Linked DNA regions of Sus scrofa: regions 1 and 3 are each linked to region 2. Evidence: chromatin contacts called from public Hi-C data. All regions are on one chromosome and are shown on one strand. The core of a region is the stretch at or near the end of the contact, and the rest is flanking DNA. Distances in the headings are between cores, read along the strand shown.

Evidence for each region. Hi-C and Micro-C count contacts between places; a contact is called where the count stands out from the background.
Region 1: a Hi-C map of liver shows a contact between it and region 2, with 1.8 times the contacts expected there. The contact joins two enhancer-like sites. A contact is called at or near these places in 2 of 47 Hi-C or Micro-C datasets (embryonic fibroblasts and liver).
Region 3: a contact with region 2 is called in a Hi-C map of fetal heart ventricle, with 2.5 times the contacts expected there. The contact joins two enhancer-like sites. A contact is called at or near these places in 2 of 47 Hi-C or Micro-C datasets (fetal heart ventricle and heart right ventricle).

The regions. Positions count from the first base shown.
Region 1 is chr6:107,150,631-107,155,601 of Sscrofa11.1, reverse strand. No RefSeq gene overlaps it. Among named protein-coding and RNA genes, the nearest start is that of GATA6, 130 kb to the left of the region's middle. Within about 2 kb of position 3,026, at least 11 of the 83 cell types and tissues checked have an H3K27ac peak or open chromatin away from gene starts, as enhancers often do. A contact at or near this core is called in liver, where this site is marked.
Region 2 is chr6:107,654,064-107,658,990 of Sscrofa11.1, reverse strand. All of the region lies in intron 3 of LOC106510680 (a long non-coding RNA gene), which reads left to right. Among named protein-coding and RNA genes, the nearest start is that of RBBP8, 270 kb to the left of the region's middle. Within about 2 kb of position 1,535, at least 35 of the 83 cell types and tissues checked have an H3K27ac peak or open chromatin away from gene starts, as enhancers often do. A contact at or near this core is called in liver, where this site is marked.
Region 3 is chr6:107,214,554-107,218,970 of Sscrofa11.1, reverse strand. The region is part of intron 3 of LOC102162217 (a long non-coding RNA gene); the gene reads right to left. Among named protein-coding and RNA genes, the nearest start is that of GATA6, 68 kb to the left of the region's middle. Within about 2 kb of position 3,155, at least 14 of the 83 cell types and tissues checked have an H3K27ac peak or open chromatin away from gene starts, as enhancers often do.

The DNA of each region.
Region 1 (4,971 bases), core at 1,777-4,276, 500 kb after region 2:
CCAGGGGAACATGATTCATTGCGGCCCCAGCTGCTGCCCCACGCCAACAAGGGTGGCCAGCAGATAAACGGCAGAGTGTTAAGATACAAAACATCTTCTGCTTCCCTTCCACCCTCCAAAGCTCCCACGGTAATCTCTTTGGGCACCTACTCTAACAGGAATGGGGAGATGGCATTCTGGGAAATGTAGTTCAGCAAAGTTGACCCACAGCAAATTTGCCAACCCTACAAAAAGGTTCACACTGCAAAATGTCTCCTTTCCACCTTTATCTTTCAATTTCCTTCCCCCAAACAGCTGGTTATCAGTATTAGTCTCCTGTGTTTTCTTCCTGAATTACTCTCTGCACACACAAATATACGCAAATACCTGGCACTTGGTTTATTTTACACAAGAGTTTGCATACTATACCCATTGATCAACATCTTGCTTTTTTCTTTACTTTTTTATTTTTTCCTTTTCTTTTTTTTTAGGGCCACACCTGCAGCATATGGAAGGTTCCAGGCTAGGGGTCAAAGCAGAGCTGCAGCTGCCAGCCTACGCCACAACCACAGCAATGCCATATCTGAGCTGCATCTGAGAACTACACCTTGCCTTGTGAGCATGCTTTTTAATTTTTAACTAAACAATATATCTTGATACATTTTTCATATCAATATATGAAGTTTTGCCCTTTCTTTCCTTTGACATTTGCATAGTATTCTACTGTGTAGATGTACCACGATCTGTTTAACTCACCCTTATTGATGGACATCTATATTATTTTGAAACTTTGCTATTTTACATTCAACAAAGAATAGCCTTGCACACACATGAATGTCCTTATAATTAACGCTCATTGTCAGTCTGGTATGGTATCAGCAAAGCTGAGGCCAGAATTGGAGATTAGTGGTGCCAGTTAGTGCACCCAACCTGCAGTTGCAGTGAAGTGTCTGTTTTCAGATATTCAGTCCATTTTAATGTCCACCATTTGCAAATTCATGTCATACCTCTTGTGCATCTGTGCCTTCTTCTGTCTCTGTCCTAGGTCATGAGCTGCATCTGAAACTGTTGTATAAAGGCTCAGTAAAATAATCTAACCAGTGATTTAATATTTACAGGATAACCATCTAAGATGCTCACCAGGGAATTCTTACTGTGGTGCACTCGGTTAAGGATCTAGCATTGCTGCAGCTGTTGCATAGGTCACAGCTCTGGCTCAGATTTGATCTCCGACCCAGGAACTTCCAACTGCTGTGGGGGCAGCCAAAAAAGAAAAAAAAGAAATTTAAATAAATTTAATTTTTTTTTTTTTTTTTTTTTGTCTTTTTGCTATTTCTTGGGCCGCTCCCGTGGCATATGGAAGTTCCCAGGCTAGGGGTCGAATTGGAGCTGTAGCCACCAGCCTACACCAGAGCCACAGCAACGTGGGATCCAAGCCACGTCTGCAACCTACACCACAGCTCACGGCAACGCCGGATCCTTAACCCACTGAGCAAGGGCAGGGACCAAACCCGCAACCTCATGGTTCCTAGTCGGATTCGTTAACCACTGCGCCACGACGGGAACTCCTAAAAAAATTTTTTAAGTAAAAAAAATAAAATGTTCTCAATAGTATAGATGTAATCTTTACAAACAAAGTAACATGGAAATCCATTGACAGATGAGGCAAGTGGTTGACAAAGCTGAAAAGTCATTCATTGTTCTGCTGTCTGAATGTTACATTTTCCAATGGCAGACGTTGCAAATATCAAATGGGAGACAAGCTGCTTGAGCAAAGAAATGTGAGACTCACAAAGAAAGACAGATTGGCCAGTTTCTTTTCCTAAGAACATTTTCATTGATTTTTCCATTATTGAGTGTTTGCTTAAAGGCCCTTTCACCCTTCATTCCAAAGGGTTTTTTAAATATCACCTTCACTTCATTAATACATTAAAGATCTGGTCCTCTCTAGAGAGGAAATATTTTTCTTTCAGGAGTCATTGTTTCAAAACATAAGCATAGAATGTTTTGAGTCATAGCATGATGGGGGCGTGCAGATAAGACACATACACAAAAGAAGAAAATGCAGAGTCGCTTGTAATAGCACATCCCAAAGTGGCTTGTTGTACCGTGCTAAGAAAAACCCTCAAAGAGCAGTGAGAGATCTGAGGGTGACCCCACTGTCCCAGAGCATTCCGCCAAAACTCCCCAAAACTTTTCTGATGCTCCTGGTTCCTTCTGTCTCCCACAGCCTGTGGTTCTAGAAGGCATTTCCTGGAGAGTATGACCAGAACCCAGAGTCAAGATTTTGAGCCAGAAAGAAGAGCAGTCTCAAGAGATAGTACAAAGTCCCTTTGGGACAGAGCAAAGAATAGAAGCATGAAATTGGAAAGAAGTGGGAGTTCCCGTTGTGACTCGGCAGGTTAGGAACTCAACTAGTATCCTTGAGGATGCAGGTTCGATACCTGGCCTCTCTCAGTGAGTTAAGAATCCAACATTGCCACAAGCTGTGGTGTAGATAGCACACACAGCTTGGATCCCACGTTGCTGTGGCTGGGGTGCAAGCTGGCAGCCGCAGCTATGATCAGACCCCTAGCCTGAGAACTTCCATATGCTGCATGTGAGGCCCTAAAAAGACAAGAAAAGAAAAAAAGAAAAAAAGAAAGAAAGAAAGAAAATAGGAAGAACTGGGTTGGAATCAGATTGGAGAGACCTTGAAATGTCAGATTTGTAAGAAGAAAGAGAAGTTATTCCACACAAGCGTAGCCCCCAAAGAGCGGCCAATAGGAAAGGTCCCTGATTTGGGACCTTGGGAGGCAACTAATATTAACAACTGTTTTATAAATGGATACACTCGGGTCTGGATGAGGAATAAGAATCAGATCTTGAGAGTGGCTGACTTCCAGATCTGCGCTTAAGCAATCTCACAAGCCGGGCTACTTGCAGAGCTCAAAAGATTTACAAACACACGAGGAAGGCTCGGCAGAGCCAAAAGCCAGCCGTGCTCTTTGGTCCCAGGCTCAGGCTCCTTCACGGAAAGGCTGCAGCAAAACTGAACCATTGGCCCCTGGCCATATAATGAATCAGCTTGAGTGAGAATATTTCGCCAGTAGAGTCCAAACAAGCTCCCATAGGGGCCTCCAGACCAGCTCCTAATTAATAGACTCTTGGCCCACAAGTATGAGAAAACATGTTTGCAACAATAAAAGGAAAAGAGTGATCACAATGGGGGTGGGGCTAACGGAGAAAGCAGAGGGGAACATTCTGATGGGAAGATGGATCCAGGTCTAAAGTTAGCTGGTGAAGCAATAATTCAGACCTTTATTTATTTGTTCAAGTCAGATGTGAGCAGCTACATAAATTTGATTCCTGGTTTTGAAATCCAGTCTACACAGCAGAAGAGGAGAAAACCACCACGTTGAGAGGACTCCAACATACAGTCAAATCTCCAACAATTAATATTTTTGAGTGCCCCTTTGCTGCAGTGTTAGTGCAGGCACTGGGAAAGTCACACAAAGGCCATAAGATATAATTATTGTTCCTTATAAAATGCATATGAGAAGTTCCCATCGTGGCGCAGTGGTTAACGTATCCGACTGGGAACCATGAGGTTGCGGGTTCGATCCCTGCCCTTGCTCAGTGGGTTAAGGATCCGGCATTGCCGTGAGCTGTGGTGTAGGTCGCAGACATGGCTTGGATCCCATGTTGCTGTGGCTCTGGCGTAGGCCGGTGGCTACAGCTCCGATTCGACCCCTAGCCTGGGAACCTCCATATGCTGCAGGAGCGGCCCAAGAAATGGCAAAAAGACAAAAAGACAAAAAAAAAAAAAAAGTATATAAACATAGGCTGATCATCTTTAAAGTCTCAAAAACCCAAATATAAATAAAGCACAGAAAATAAATTCAACTGAAAAAAGTTCTGACATAATTCTTCTGCAAGTTACATGGACTCCTATGAACAAATCACAGCAGTAATTATCCAAAGTAATATTTAAGATAACAAAAGAGATGTTTGGTCTTAAATGTAAATTCAAATATAGAGTGTCTATCATAGCAGATCAGGAGTTCCCTGGTGGCCTAACAGTTAAGGATTTGGCATTGTCACTACTGCAGCTCTGGTTTGATCCCTGGACCTGGAATATGCCATTGATGCAGCCAAGGAAAATTTTTTAACTTGTAAATACTGTATTCTTTAATGAAGTAAGAAAGAAGATCAAGAATAAAATGTTGAAAGAGTTCCTGCTATGGCTCAATGGGTTAAGAATCTGACTGCAGGAGTTCCCCATCGTGGATCAGTGGTTAATGAGCCCTACTAGTATCCATGAGGATGCAGGTCCAATCCCTGGCCTTGCTCAGTGGGTTAAGGATCTGGCGTTGCTGTGAGCTGTGGTGTAGGTTGCAGACGCAGCTCGGATCCTGCATGACTGTGACTGTGGTGTAGGCCGGCAGCTGTAGCTAGGATTTGACCCCTAGCCTTGGAACCTCCATATGCCACAGGTGCGGCCCTAAAAAGACAAAGGACAAAAGACAAAAAAAAAAAACAAAAAACCCAACTGCAGCAGCTAAGGTCACTGTAGAGGCTTGGGTTTGATTTCTAGCCCTGGTGCTTCCATATGCCATGGGTGCAGCCATAAGAAAAAAAAGGGAAGAAAATGTTGGATGGTCTTATAAACTAGGTCATCTTTAGGATAAAGATAATTTTTTCAGGACAGCAAAAATTAGGAGTTCCTGTTGTGGCTCAGTGGGTTAAGAACCCAACTAGTATCCATGAGGATCTGGGTTCCATCCCTCACCTCACTCAGTGGGTTAAGGATCCATCCTTGTCACAATCTGTGCCGTAGTTCTGCAGCCTCATCTCCAATTTGATCCCTAGTGCAGGAACTTCCATCTGCCAAAGGTGTGGCCTTTAAAAAAAAAAAAAGTAGAGTAGCAAGTAAGCTCTGCACATACACCTAAACCATTTGTTGTTATACTAGAGCCAGTACTTGTATTCGTAGAGTTCACAAATCCAAAC
Region 2 (4,927 bases), core at 286-2,785:
CAATTCACATACCATACAATTCATCACTTTAAAGCTTATAATTCAGTGATTTTTAAAATATATTCAGAGTTGTTCAACCACAACTACGATCAATTCTAGAACATTTTCAGCACCCCAAAGAGAAATTATACCCCTAAATTGTTATTCCTCCCTCTCCACCCCACCTTCCTTCACGGCAACCAATCTTCCTGTCTCTATAGATTTTCTTATTCTGGATACTTTATACAAATGGAATCATACAATATGTTGGTTTTTTTGTAACTGGCTTCTATCACTTAGCCTAATGTTTTCAAGTTTCATCCATGTTATTGCATATATGAATTCTTGGCCCTTTTTTATGGCTGAAAACTTTTTAAAAATCTCCTAATGCATATTAAATACTAAGTTGTTGATGGATTGCTGCTTTTTTTTTTTTTAATAGTGTGTGGGGTCCTGTCTTGCCTTCTTCCTCACCACTCCTTCTCCCACCCTTCCTAAGAAGGGTTTTCTCTCCTAGTCTCTTTGAAGGCAACTGCATTCCTGCTGCTGCACATATTCCTGCTTTAACTTTAACATCCACTGAAATTTGGAACATGTGGCACCTACTTTTGCAATGACAGGAAATCTGGTTTCTGTCCTTTATTTCTTCTTAGTCCTTTCATTTTGCATCTGTGCACCCTCTGAATGTAATGGTTCCAGGATTTTCTACAGAACTTTGTAGAATTGGCCTTAGAATGGAAGCTTCAAATGATATCCAAAGATACATGAACCAGCCAAAGGAGAAAGTGTTGGGATGAAGAAAATCAGTAATGACAGCCAGGGAATTTTCACCAAATTGGAACAGACTTGTTCCTTATTCTTTATGCCTGATGGATTGAACAGTTTCCACAAGGGCTTTGTACCATCTAGGACCTGAAGATACGCTGTTTTTCCTAGCAAACTCCAGACTCTATTTTACCCTCACTTCCTTTCTTCTGGGTTTGGCCCATGCAAAGCCCACCGATAAGTTATAAATGACTTATCAAGCATTAACGTTTAGAAAGTAGACGGCTCCATAAATACCTACTTGGACTCATTAAAAAGCTACAGTGATTAAAGAGAATGATTAGTGTGGTGCCAGAGGGGAAAGAAGAAAATCCAACATCTGACTCAAACCCGGCCAGACCTCTTCTCAGGGCAGACGTTCATGTCCTGGAAGAGGATCTGGCCTGCGAGCAGGAACAGGGAGACAGAGCTTCGGAGGCGGCATCTGAGCAAACTGCACACTAGGCCTGTCAAGGGAAGAGTTATGAAAAGTGCACACGTTCTTAGAGACGATTACCCCCTTGCCCTCCACGCCTCCTTCCCAACCTCCCCTTCCACTCCCTGTTGCCCCCCTGAAACTGAAAACATTATTAAAACAGGGAAACCTATAACTGGTATGAAATGACCCTCCAATGACTGCCTAATTACATCGAAATGAAAGCCGGGGGGCTACAAATAACCCGTAACTGTCCCGGCTGTCACTGAAGAGGAGCCTGCACATGAGTCATGAGTCATGAATTAGCCACTAAGTGTTTCACGTCCAGCCACGGGCCGCCGGCCTCTGCCCTGCCCGCGCTGGCCCCTCGCGGCCTCCCACGCCAGGCCCCGCGCGGCGCTCCGAATCCCGGGTCGGGACCAGGCGGCGGGGCTCCTGCTCCAGGCGTTTGTTGTTGTTGCTCGGAGGGCGCAGGAACTCGGCGCCCCGCTCCCCCTGCAGCCCCCGGCCGGCGTGGGGGAAGTCTCCCAGGCTGCACAGGAGACAGGCTGACTGAAGGAGCGCAGCCAGCGCGGCTGCAGATAAGTTAATGTACACAGAGAGGATGTAAATTACCACGACCCTCAGCAGCAGGACATTGGCCAGGGCCCTGTCAGGGAGAGGACAAGCGGCGGCGGGCCGGGGGCTCGCTGACATCCAGCCCGAGATGGAGCCGCCAGGCGGCCCGGCCGAGGAGGACCTTTTGGAGCCAGGCTTTCCTTGAAAACAGCTGCGTGTCCCTGACACCTCCAAACTAATGCATTTTTAATCAGGGGAATTAGCTCTAGGCGTCCCATATTTTTCCAAACCCCCTCTTGCAGCCACGTCCCCGTTCCCGCCCCAGTTTAGTGACTAGCAGTCCCATTATGTTTCCTTATCGACTCTGCAGTCTCCCGCTGCTCCCACGCACTCCAGACCCAGCCACCTTTGAAAGCCTCCCCTCCCCACCCCCACCCTCCTCCTTGGCCTGTTCTCTCCAGCACAGCTTTAGCCCCCACCCTTCCCTCTGTTTATACAGTGACATCACGGCCCCTGGCTCTTCAAGACTCAGAGAAAACAGAGTTCAAAAAGGCAAACAGGAAAGCCAGCTGGTCGTAGGCACCGGGTGAGATTCGGTCCAACTGAGGCGGGACTGCACGCGTGCGATCACCCCTGTCGGAGCCCAGCTCTTTAAAATACCAAGTCCTTGGGACGCTGCTTCCCAGGCAAATGCCCATGACAGTTTTAGGGGAAATTTTATGCGAGAAACACTTGGAGGATTTAGTTTTCCAATAGCCAACGAAAGAAAAAGTAAAAAGATAAAACAGGTGAAATTAATTTAAATAATAGTATTTAACCCCATAGATCCAAAATATGCTTTGAATCAATATAAAAAACGATGAATGAGGTATTTTGTATTCTTTTTGTTATGGTAAGTCTTTGAAATCCAGTATTTTTACTCTAACAGCACTCCTCAATTTAGATGTTAGTTTTCCATTGGAAGTACTTGATTTGTATTTAGAGTTCATAAAACTTGCAGTTGGAGAAGTTGATTCACAAACCCAAGTTGTTCCAAACATACTTAAACGTTTCCCAATAACTGAATTCAGTATTAGTTTTTAAATTGAAACTAATACTGAATTTATAAAATTTATATAATAAAATTGAATTTCAATGAAATTTAAAACTCCCCCAATCACACATTTCAAATTCTTTTTTTTTTTTTTCTTCTTTTTTTAGGGCTGCACCCAGCGGCATATGCAGATTCCCAGGCTAGGGGTCCAATCAGAGCTACAGCTGCCGGCCTAGCCACAGCCACAACAACATCAGATCTGAGCCTCATCTGCGACCTACACCACAGCTCAGGGCAACGCCGGATACTTAACCCACTGAGCGAGGCCAGGGATCAAACCCACAATCTCACAATTCCTAGTCGGGTTAATTTCCGCTGTGCCATGACTGGAACTCCCATTTCAAATTCGTAACAGCCGATGCAGCTATCTGCTACCTTATCCAACAGCATACATAGTTACTTAACCTCTCCAAGTTTTGCTCTTGTTGTAAAATGGGGATAATAATATCTGCATAATGTAGGATTTTCGTAAGAATTAAATTAAAAAGAGCAATATGTATAAAGTTCTCAGCACAGGGCCTGGTATGTAGAAAGTGCTCAGTAATGAAGGCCACTCTGAAGATGATTTCTCTTTTTCCCTTTGTCAGTTACCCCTCTGTCATCCCAGTGCCTGCCTCCAGAACTTGCCCTTAGGGAAAGGTTGTTAAATGAATTTACACTAAGCTGCCAAGAATGAACAGGGTATTCAAACACACATGTGCCCTTCTGTCTCTCCTTACTAGACAACCTCCCCTTACCCCCAGTACAGCTACAGCTTCGTTTATTATCTATGTGTGAATGACTCCCAACTCCAAAAGTTAAACACACATCTTCAGGGCTGTATATCCATTTGCCTAATAAAGATCACTGAAGTTTTCTAAACATATGTTAACTCAACCCACCAAAAGCCAAATTGATTATTATCATCCCTAATGTGCCTCTCCTTGGCTCTCTCATTGACTTGGTGCCACCATCCATTCATACCTGATGCCTCAGCCAAGATCTGGCAGTCATTCCAAGTTCTTCTCTCTCCTTCACTCTTCCCCTCACCCCAAATCCTTAGACAATTTCTGAGACCTATGAATTCTCCCTCCTAAATAGCTCCCAAATCCAAATTGGTCTGTCAGTCTTCATGGCCACTACCCCAACCTAAGCCACTGTTGTCCTTTGCTTGGATATTGCAACCAGTTTTTCTGACTCTGCTTTTGTTTGCCTTTAACCCACTCTCTACTTTTTAATTTTTTAAAAATGCTTTTTTTCGGCAGCTCTGCCTAAACACTTAAATGACTTTCAACTCTTCAAAAGGACATATAAGGCCCATCATGAACTTGTCCTGCTTGCCTCTTTTTACTTGTCTTTCACAATAACCTTCACCACCTCCCCTTCCCCCATTTTAGCCACTCTGAACCTCTTTCAGTTCTTCTGACCCACTACATGTTCCCTGATACAGGAGTTCTAGCACATGGCTATGGTGGCCATGCCTGGTTGCTTCACAGTCATGTATATCCTACAAATCATGTCCATTCTGAGAAGGTATTTTAGATGCACAGCTAGATAATTCTTCCCATTTTGCCATATGGCATCTTAACTGGTATATTTGACTATTTAGAGAGAGTCCCTCAGTTCTGGGCTCCTCTCAAAAATCTACACATGACACTTCTAGAAATCTTTTGGGGCACTAAGCCTTTAGGTCATTAAATGTGCACACTGGCTATAGTTTATTGTGTCTGTTTCTATTCTATTAACACCAATTTTTATAAAATTTCCTTTCTTTTTTTTACCTTGACTAAAGAAACTAGCTATCTATTGCTTGTGAAAGTTTTTCCCAAAAGGAGTGTTGATATTGGAGTGGTAAGAAAAGCAAAGATCCTACCTTGTAGGATTGTCATTAAGAGTGGAATGCTAAAAGTTAACTTTAAAATGATAGGTGTTTGGTTGGACACAGAGAACAGCCGTGTAGTTGCCAAGGGGGAGGAGGAAAGGAGAGAGATAGATTGGGGAGTTTGCGATTAGTGGATGCAAACTATTACATTTAGAATAAACAACAAGGTCCTACTGTATAGCACAGGGAATTATAT
Region 3 (4,417 bases), core at 1,906-4,405, 440 kb after region 2:
ATCCATGTGCCTGGGGGTGGCCAAAAAACAAACAAACAAACAAACAAAAACCACATACACACAAGACTTTCTTGTAAAACGTCTAAAAAACCCTGGCAAAGTCAGTCCTTTTTTCTTTCTTTTCTTTTCTTTTTAGGGCTGTACCTGCAGTATATGGAGGTTACAGTCTAGGGGTTGAATAGGAGCGGCAGCCACCAGCGTACAGCACAGCCACAGTAACACCAGATCTGAGCTATGTCTGTGAGCTACACCACAGTTCACATCAACGCCGGATCCTTACCCCACTGAGTGAGGCCAGGGATCAAACCCACATCCTCATGGATCCTAGATGGGCTCTGAACCTACTGAGCCGCAACAAGAACACCCAAAAGTCATGGAACTCGGGTTCCAATGGAGACTCTCCCCTGAATTCCAGCGCCCCTCAGGCTGCCCCTGAGGAATTTCCCCTTGGGGAGTCACCTCTGGCACCTCCCCCAGTGATGGGTCAGAGGTTGTCCAGCAGAGGTTCGGGTGACCTAACAGAGGAGGGAAGCAGAAGAGTCGGGAACCCATTCATGAGGGCAGGTCCACTCCAGAGTTTCTGGAACAGGAAGCTGGGGTCGCCTCCACCGCCCCTGGCTTTGCAGCCCTGGGAGCCAGGCCTGAGGGGAGCAGGCGGCCCTCGGCCATGCCAGGCAGGGCGCTGCGCTGCAGAGACAAGAAGAGGCCTCTTCTCCCGATGCAGCTCTCCTGGCCCAGGAGGAACAGCAAGTGCAGGATCAAATGAGTTCCTCCTCCTCTAAAGTGCTCTGCTGACGGAGGGGGTTTGAAGCCAAGGCCCAGAGGGCACATTTGTCAAGCTCTCAAAAAATAGAAGCCAGGATCAAAGCAGAAGCACTTTCCAAATATAAACATTTGTCACCTACGTTCACTTTTGATGTGCCCCATTTTGAATACGTCTCTCCTTTATAAGAAGGACAGCTTAATCTTTCCGTACACACACTTGGGCCCTTCAAACGGAGCCCAGGGACAATGTGGGGTGGGTGGGGGAGGAGAGAGAGGAAGTTCCAGCCAGGCAAAATAAAAGACAAGAGGAGAGAGACCCCATCAGAAGAGCGAAACAGGAAGGAGAAAAGGAAACTAGCATTTATGGAGCCCCTGGCATTGTATGCATTACCTCATATTTTCCTGCAGATTAACTCTGGAAAGAGGGCATCATTATTCCCATTTTATAAAGGGTGTTAAGTCACGAACCCAAGCTTGTAAGAGTAGAGCCAGCATCTTTTCCTGGCTGCGTCTGACCCTTCGGTCCTCGCTGCCATCTGTAATAAGTGACCTCAATTAAAGAAAAGTAAGTGACCTCAGGTCAGCATGATGTCCATTGGACATTCAGTGCCCACTCGCATCTATATGTCTGGAAGGTACCATGTATTTTAGAGCTGGAAAGAGCCTCCATGGTTCACCAATCCAGCTCTTAACCAAGACCCGATGCCCAATTCCAAAAGTACAGCATTTCAGTTTTCCTTACTTTTTTTTTTTTTAGGGCCACACCTGCAGTATATGGAGGTTCCCAGGCTAGGGGTGGAATCAGAGCTGCAGCTGCCAGCCTACATCACAGCCGCAGCAATGCTGGATCCTTTAGGCACAGAGTGAGGCCAGGGATTGAACCTACATCCTCATGGATGCTAGTCAGATTCATTTCTGCTGAGCCATGATGGGACGCCTCAGTTTTACTTTTGAAAGCACCCAACTCTGCCATGTTTCTACAAAGTGTCACAATGGAGCTATATGTGCCTGCCATCTACGGATGGTGTGCCATTGCCCTCATCTAGAACACCCCTCCTCGCTCGTCTAAACCCTACTCACTCATGTTTGGTTGGTTAGTTGGTTTTGGTTTTTTTGTCTTTATTAGGGCTGCATCCACAGCATACGGAATTTCCCAGGCTAGGGATCAAATCAGAGCTGCAGCTGCTGGCCTACACCACAGCTACAGCAGCACCAGATCCTTAACCCACTGAGCAAGACCAGGGATCGAACCAGCATCCTCATGGATACTAGTCGGGCACATTAACCACTGAGCCATGACAGGAACTCCCCCAGCCCTACTTACTCTCGAAGGCCGAGCTCAAGGATCAACTCTCTCCACAAAGCCTTTCAGCGCACGTCCACATCCATCAAGTCTCCACTCTCATTTGGAATTCTACTGTCTTATATTTACTCTCTAATGGTATTCGTGGTTTAGTCCAGATCCTTTCATGGGATTGTAAGAACCTTACAGCAAGTGGAGCAAAGGGAACAAAATTCAGCAAGAATTGTGGGTCATTCTCTTCCCAGAAGCAGACTTTCTGGTTGGAAACCACTGGAGTTACCACTCAAGGGACAAGAGAGTGACTGGTGAGGGGTCTGGCCCTCCTGAGATTTCGGTGCAGTCACTACCAGTGACTGGCTTCTTCTACGTGTTTAAGCAAAGGAAAAATGGAGACAAGTGTTCTCATAAATCATGGACCTTGACAGCCTCAATTTTCTAAAAAAAAAAAAAAGGAGAGAGAGACAGAGAGACAAGGAATTAGGATCTGGAAGGAGGAAGATGAGGCTGAGGTTGGGAGGAAGGTTCTTCTAACTTGCCTTTCTGACCAGGGAATTGGTTCTGGTTTCTTCCTTCCTCTCTGTGCTCCTGAACTGGGAATCAGTCTGAAGACTCATTTAAAAAGCCAACCCAGGAGTTCCTGTCATGGCTTAGTGGTAACAAACCTGAGTATATCTGTGAGGATGTGGGTTCAACCCCTAGCCTCGCTCAGTGGGTTAAGGATCCAGTGTTGCCATGAGCTGTGGTGTAGGTCACAGAAGTGGCTTGGATCCCACATTGCTGTGGCTGGGGTGTAGGCCAGCAGATGCAGCTCTGATTCAACCCTAGCCTGGGAACCTCCATATGCCATGGGTGTGGCCCTAAAAAGACCAAAAAAAAAAAAGCCAATCCAGAGAGATTTACCCTGAGTTCATATATTTCTCCTGATGAAATTGTGAAATGTATAATTACAACAAATGATCAGGTTTAATTTAGGAAATGGTCATTGTTGAGCGTGGTAAATCATCTTTCAAATAAACACACTTACAGTCTTAGAGATAAAGTTCATTCCCCTGGGATGAGGTCGTTTGATGGAATGCTACTAGGTCCTGGGCAGGGTTTCAAAGCCATTCAGTTACCCTCGGTGAGATAGAGCTGCTGGGGTTTATGGGAATGTTGGCACCCAGGTGACACATTGGATAATCTTTAACAGAGGAAGTCTGTCTGGTGCCTGCTCTTTGTTCCAACCCCACTTTCATATTTGAGAACCCTTGTGATACACTTGCTATTCACGGCCGCATTTGGGACCGTCATGAGCACAGTCTGGCCTTGGATGTTGAGCAAATAAAGCCAAGCCTCCCCCCTCCCCTGGCCTGATTCTCCCTCCTTGAGAGCCGGAGGGCAAGGACAGACGTTGCTCTCTGCCCAGTCATATTTTGCAGGGGCAGTGGGGTGCATTTTCTAAAACATATTTTACACCCATTATTTATTTTCTTAGGGAAAACATTATACTTTGGGGCTCCAGACTTGCTGTGTGAGCCTGGCTGCTGGTGTCACACAACATATCTCTTGTAAAGAGTAGTTTCTCCAGGACAACATAAACTCTTGTCCAGACATTTTTTTTTTTTTTTTTTTTGGTCTTTTTGCCTTTTCTAGGGCCACTCCTGTGGCATATGGAGGTTCCCAGGCTAGGGGTCTAATTGGAGCCGTAGCCACCGGCCTATGTCAGAGCCACAGCAACGCAGGATCTGAGCCGCATCTGCGACCTACACCACAGCTCACAGCCGGATCCTTAACCCACTGAGCAAGGCCAGGGATCGAACCTGCAACCTCATGGTTCCTAGTCAGATTCATTAACCACTGTGCCACGATGAGAACTCCCAGACAATTTCTTGAAGATTATTCATAGGAGGAGACAAGACGGTGTCTTCATGACCAATAGAAGAATTTGGAAAAGAGCATCTGAGACACCAAGCGATTTGATTGGAAAACAAGGAGAGACATTCTTTGACATATGCTGAAAGTTTATACATGAGTGTGTGGTTAAACCAAGAATGACTGCACCAACCATTACTTCTCACCTACACATTTCCTTGCACCAGCTGGACATTACCTGAGGCAACAACAATACCCAAGATGACTTTGAGTTCATTGACTTTCTCCCAGTGCCCTTCCGGCAAAGATGAGGGTTTAGTCCCCATCACAAGGCCACTGGTGAGCACATTTGGACTGACTGACTCAACTCCATGTGTCCTATTTGTTAATTGGACACCCTTTGAGAACAGAGGCTGCACCCCCCACCCCCCAAAGGAGGACTCAGTGACTGCTTCTTACTAGGTGATTGAAATGGAAGATATGGTTTGGCTTTGTTTC